2 separate regions of the Gossypium hirsutum genome follow, and region 2 is linked to region 1. The links are chromatin contacts, called in public Hi-C maps. All regions are on one chromosome and are shown on one strand. The core of a region is the stretch at or near the end of the contact, and the rest is flanking DNA. Distances in the headings are between cores, read along the strand shown. Region 1 holds the start of LOC107953525 (ribulose-phosphate 3-epimerase, chloroplastic). Region 2 holds the start of LOC107953510 (protein EARLY FLOWERING 5).

Region 1 (3,454 bases), core at 593-3,092:
TTTCATTCTTTGTCTTAATAAGTGAAATGATGTGTTTTATGCCACGTTTGAGACTCGAAATGGCCAAATGTGCTATAGAGAATATAATGGTTAATTGAGTGTTCTAGGGAGTCATTGGATGCCCGAACGTGAACGAAAATATCATCTAGAAGGGGGTATCGCGATATTGAAACTTGAACGTCGTGATATCCCTAACAGTGTTGAATTGAAGATGATCAAGGCTAGCTATAGTGGTATTGCAATACCCAACTCCCAAGGGTTCCCCCAAGTCAAGACTAACATGGGTACCGTGATATCCCTGACATGAAAAGACAAAAAATGACCGCAGAGGCAGAACTTGTCCAACTTCAACACCAAAAAAAAAAAACACGCTAAGGGGCATTTTGGGTATAAATGTTAGGTTAGAAAAATTACTAAAAAAGTCATAATTGGCTAAGAAAAAAAAACTTATCATTAGCTAGTTTTACATTTTCTCTTCATCTTTTAGGGTTTAGTTTTTCTTCTCCAATCCATAGCTTAGGGTTTATTTTCATTGTTCATTTTATAGTTTTATTTTTTTCTTAGTTCCTTAGCTAGTAGTTAAGTTGGTTATTACTATAGTTAGGATTTATTTACTTGTTAAGCCCTTCAAACTTCCTTGTAGTTACACTTTAATCATTAGTTTAAAATCAATCAATTTTTTGACATTTCTTATGTTAAAAATCTTATCTTGAGTGTTTTTATTTATCTTCATTGTTGTTATTGTTATGTTATTCAAGCTTTTGCAAAAGAGCTCGAGTCTTTATCACTTTTATTTTAAGTTAATGGAGTTTTTATTTGATTTCTTATTGTTAATGAGTTCAAATATGAGCATGAGTAGCTAAATCCCAAGTGGTTGGTTGATGGAAGTGATGAGTAATTGATTTTTGGGTTCAAGGACTAAATCGCAAAAAAATAGACTAAATTGAATAAACTTAAAAACTTATGCTTGACGACCCTAAGAGAAAATTAAGATAAGTGAGGCTGAGAGGAGATCTTATTGAGCATCAATTTGATAATCTTGAGTTAGTTTGGTGAGATCGAGAGATAAATCAAACTAATTTGTTAATATTGGTAAAGTTGAGGTCGAGAGGTAAATTTGAACTAATTTAGGAGTAATAGTGATTTAGATCCCTAATTAGAAGGTTAACCAACCTCATGACTCGACTTTAACATGTACCTCTAGACTCAATTCTAATATCGACTTAGTCCGAGAATCGGGTAAACCTATAACTCTGATACCACTAAATGTAACACCCTAATTCTCGACTCGATTGCTAGGTCCGAGTCATGAGTTATCACATTCATTGCCAGAGCAACTATGACCAATCATATTCAATCCAATGCCACTATATATTTAAATATAGGTAAATCATGCATATAATATAATATGATATTAATTTTGGGTCTTATACAAGCTTACAAAAACTTTTTTTAAGCCTAGATTCAAAACAGACCAAATTGTAAAAGTTTCAAAACATTGGGTTAATGTCATGGCACAACATACTACGTAGGCCTCGTTGCAACGTTCAATACTCAGGATCGCGTCGTGACATGATAACTTGATAAAAAATGTTCAACATCATGATGTGATAGACCGATGAATTTATTTATTTTTTTGAATAAATACAACAAAATACAATAAACTCCTAAATATTTTACCAACTTAAGTGCCCCATCCCACTATTTGGAGTTGCAAACGAAATTGAGAGGCTGACCCAATTCCCCATAACTTAACTCTTTCCCTTACATCAGCAATATAGAACGCCAACCAACCGTTGAGGATAAGTACAGTAACCCACAAATCAGCTTCACACGTGTCCTCAATACATGAATCCATTCCTAAATTTTCCCCAGATTTTTTTCTTTCTTTTTTTCTCGACTATTTATACTATGGGGCTCCAAGTCTTTGCTGCCTGCCTTGTTGGTGGTGATATTTTTGAACAAGCAAATAAAAGCTCTCACTACCTAACCTTCAAAACCCCCTCCCACCTCCTTTGTAGATTAGAAAACTAAAGATCAAAAGATAGGCAACTAGGAAACAAAAAAGATAAGTGAAAGATGTCAACTGCTTCTTCATTGTGTTCATCAACTCAGATTAATGGCTTTGGAGGGGGACTTGGGGTTCTAAGAACCCATGTTTCTCAACCCAAGACACTTTCTTTTACAAGGTATTCTTTTTTCTTTCTTGAGTTCTTGTTCTGGGTTGCCTTTCTTTTTGGCTCATTCTTATTAGACTTTGTAAAAAAATAGAATTTTATATGGTAAAGAAGCAAATTTATGGATGTTGGCAATAAAACCCAGTTTAGAAATTTCAGTGGAAAGTGAAGGACACCTCAAGAATATAAGGTAGCTAAACTCAATTGAATTAAATAAGCTTCGGGGTTTTATTTATAGTTAAATTATTAGTTTCTTAATGTTCGATATAAGAAATTTGAATATGCAACTTGGTGAAACTTATTTTGTATGTCTGGTGCTTACTTAGGAGCATAACTGTGGATTTATTTTCGGATTTTCGCCATATGTTTGCATATTTATGCTAATTTCAAAGTTAGGCTTGTGATTTGGATAGTGACCATCAGTACAAGTTATGCATTTTGACATTGCATTCTCAAACTACAATGTTTTAATATGTTTCCCTCTATTCTTTCCGGATTGAAACACAGGTGAAGGTGTTGCATTCACATGATATTAGTAGCAAAGACCATTAAAGTTTGTACCAAATGGTTAAAACTTCAATTATGTCATTAGTTATTTCCTTGCAGTGCTGAAATTCTTTACTTTTCATAAGATTTAAAGATTGCAAATTGTTATCTCATCCCTAAAAATTGGTCTTCTATGGTAGGAAGTGCACCGGTGACATTGTAACGCCTTTTTATTGGTCTTGTTTTAGGATTTAGAATGCAACTATTGGTTCACAGGGACACTAATGCTTATGAAAATTGTCAATTAACTGACAATATTCAGTTTTCATTAGTTCCAATTCACTTTCGCATGATTTTGAGGAACTTTATGTTTTCCTATTCTCCCTCACATTTCCAACTATTGGATTTGAGTTTGTTCTTCCAACTCTCATACAATATTTTAATATTACCTTTTCTCTGAAACCTTTAGAAGGAGAATTTCTACGGTAGTGAAGGCAACATCTCGAGTTGATAAATTCTCAAAAAGCGATATCATTGTTTCTCCATCTATTCTCTCTGCTAATTTCGCAAAGTTGGGGGAGCAGGTTTGTTATTCTTTTTTTTGAAGTTACAACTTACAATTATATCATTAGTTACCATCAGAATGAATCATTACAAGCATTGAACTAACTGAACTCAAACCAACTCGCCTATACATGGTTAACACTGGTAAAACCTGAATTTGAGATCTCAAAGTCAACCTTGTCATTTATTTCTCTTTTTATTTCTTGTACTATGAATTTTTTTTCTGA
Region 2 (3,009 bases), core at 97-2,596, 170 kb after region 1:
CACTTTCCCTTAAAAAAATAATATTTATGTTTTTCTTTATAATTTTTTAATCATTTTAATGTAAAAGTATTATATTAATCCTGAAGCTGTCACGTGTCACTATTTTATTGGTCTACCAATTTATTTTAACGGTCAACATGGTCAATAATGAAAACTGTTAACGGATAAGCTTAATTGATTATTTTAATTAACAGCAGGAGCTTAATTGAGTGCGAATTTAACACCTTATACTCGATCCGGTCGGCCGACCTTAGCTATAAGGTATTATAATGGTAAAACATTAACATTGTTCACTACCTAGTCATAGATAACCAAATAATTCATTTCATAATTGAATTACAACCATTTCCATGTTATTCAATTATATTCAGACTTGAATCGAGCATGCGAAGCATTTAAAACAAATCAGGAATAGTTCTGGACTAAACTGAAGTTTTTACAAAAATTCAGATAAAAAGTGAAAATATGGGTCACACGGCTGTGTGACCAGGCTGTGCGATAGAGCTCAGCTCGTGTGGCTCAAGGACATGACCGTGCGGTCAAATCGTGTATCAAACTATGCCCGTGTAATTCAGGGACACACGACCGTGACGCCAGGCCGTGTAACTCACTATGACTGTGTGGACAAACTTGCACAAAAAACCAATAGGCCACATTGCCATGTCATGCAACCATGTGTGGCATAGGATCGTGTGGTATACAGGGGTTTAATTGATTTTTTTATATTTTATTAAGGGTTTTTTTTATATATAAGCTTTTTTTAATATACTTTTAATATTTTATATTTAATTTTAAGTTTTTTAAATTTGTTTAGAATATTATTAAGAAAAATTTAAAAAAATTAAATTATATTTTAACTATAGTTTAGATACCAAATTAGTAATTAACCATTCAAGTTAACGTTGTTGAACGTCAAAGGAATTTATGTTTTTGAATGAATATTCTAACAGGAAATTGAAAAAATAAAAGCCACAATTATTTCTTTTAAATTCCTCCATTTATTTGACGTATAAAATTCATGTCATTTATGCTTTTTCTATTTCTAAGACTTAGACACGTGTCACTAACACAGTCTGGCCATGTCATAATTCTGTAACGAAATGGACAACTTTGGGAGATGGCGAAATAGTATAGGTGCCAAATTGATAAAAAAATCTTGAGATATCATATTGTTGGATGAGGTATAGCTCAGGGGCCAAATTAATATTTAATCCAAAAAATAATTATTTGGGCCTGAAGGAAGGATAGGCGTAAATATGAAAATGCCCGGCCATTGAAAAAGTTTAAGCCCAACCCAAGCTTCAGTAAGATAAGGAGAAAACCGTAATTTTGACAGTAAAAATAATGTGTATATCCGAAACATCGTAGGCCGATCGATTTTCTTTCCCCTAATTTGAAATCGGAATAATAACGAGCAGGAGGAGAAAGAAGCCCTAAAAGATTTAAGAAAATTTGTGAAGAAGACAGAGCTTCAAAGAGAAATAGAAGATGAAGACGACGAAAGGGGGCAAAGTTATGAACCCTACGGATGCCTACCGTAAGGAGCTTCGTAAGAAAGAACTTAAACGGGTACAATCCTACTTCTTTCCGTTTCTTTTCATGGTTTTCTGCTTTTTTTTTTTACTTCAATGATACTCAATTCTTGGTTTTAATTGTTTCGGATTCAATTCGATCTTCCTGTTGGCTTTTTTTTCTTTGTTTCGGTTTGAAAGGGTAAGGAAAAAAGATGTCATCTAAATTGATTTTTTTTTCGGTTGTTTTAATATTTACTTAAAAAAGGTGAATTTCCGAAGAACCCTGGGGAAATTATTTTCTTTAAATTTAATATTCGCCTTAAATAAGCTGTTGAATTTTATTTATTCAAAATTGGAAAAAAAAAACATAGTAGAGGATTGCATAATTTATAAATATAAGTCTTGTCTCGGTTTTAGCATTCACGTACATTTGAATGTTTAAATCGTGGTTGGTGTTTTATATGTTATAACAGAACAAGAAGGAAAGAAAGAAGGTGAGGGAGGTGGGGATTTTGAAGAAGGATCCTCAGGCAATCATGGAGCAGATTGAGAAGTTAGAAGTGATGAGTAAGTCGTTCTTTTTAGATGTTTCATGATTGATTAATGAGTAAATATCTCTGTTTACTGAACTCGAATAAGAGTAGAGCTTATGGTGGTGGTTATGCTTTAATTGCAAAATTTTAAAGCATTGGATTTTATCCTTTTTTACCTATAGTGGTAAAAAATTTAGGACTGTACTTTTAATGAAGGGACTGAACAAGCCTTCGTTACTGATTGGTTTTTTTTTGCTTTATTTTTACTTCATCTGGAGTAGGTTTTGGTTATTATCTTTTGTGGTGTTTGGACATTTCCTTGAACATGGCATTAGCTGAGTTTTTACTAGCGGGAGAAACATAATAATTTCTAAACAAATGGAAGAAAATCAGTATTTCCTTTAAGCAATGATTTGATTTTTTTTAAGTCAATACTAGGATGTTTGGCTATATGTCTTCCTTCTGTGAAGTATTTGTTTGATCAAATACGGCATAAAGATGGAAATGAATTGACTTTTTCCTAGTGTAAGATGGCGATCTTAACGAAAAAATAGATATTAACTACCTAGATAAGTTATCTTTTCCCAATTCCTTCTTTCTTTCTTATGTGAAGAAAGGTTGACAGGGGGTATCATAGAGGTATTATAAGTAGGTTTGTACAATGTAGCAGTGATTCCTATTGAATGTTTATTGCTTCATTTTGTTGTGTCCTCTGTTCACCTTATTCTCTCTACTAATACATTTGATTATTTCTTTGCTGATTTTAATTTTAGAATCTGATCAATAACTTTGTTGAGTTACTGCAGAGGCTGAAGGTGCATTAGACAAAGCAAGAAAACACAAGAAGAGACAACTCGAAGACACACTTAATCTTGTCTTAAAGAAGAGGAAGGTAATAATTTATGGTTTTTCTGACATTTATTAGAATTACATGTCTGTATGAGATAACTACAGTTTTCATT

What was found. Hi-C and Micro-C count contacts between places; a contact is called where the count stands out from the background.
Region 2: a Hi-C map of leaf shows a contact between it and region 1, with 1.7 times the contacts expected there. The contact joins the promoter of LOC107953510 here to the promoter of LOC107953525 in region 1. A contact is called at or near these places in 3 of 34 Hi-C or Micro-C datasets (callus and leaf).

The regions. Positions count from the first base shown.
Region 1 is chrD07:7,919,602-7,923,055 of Gossypium_hirsutum_v2.1, forward strand. LOC107953525 (ribulose-phosphate 3-epimerase, chloroplastic) reads left to right here and starts at 1,843. Exons shown (of 10, transcript XM_016888852.2): 1 at 1,843-2,189; 2 at 3,133-3,247. The coding sequence starts at 2,080.
Region 2 is chrD07:8,091,874-8,094,882 of Gossypium_hirsutum_v2.1, forward strand. LOC107953510 (protein EARLY FLOWERING 5) reads left to right here and starts at 1,347. Exons shown (of 9, transcript XM_016888835.2): 1 at 1,347-1,569; 2 at 1,988-2,081; 3 at 2,854-2,939. The coding sequence starts at 1,489.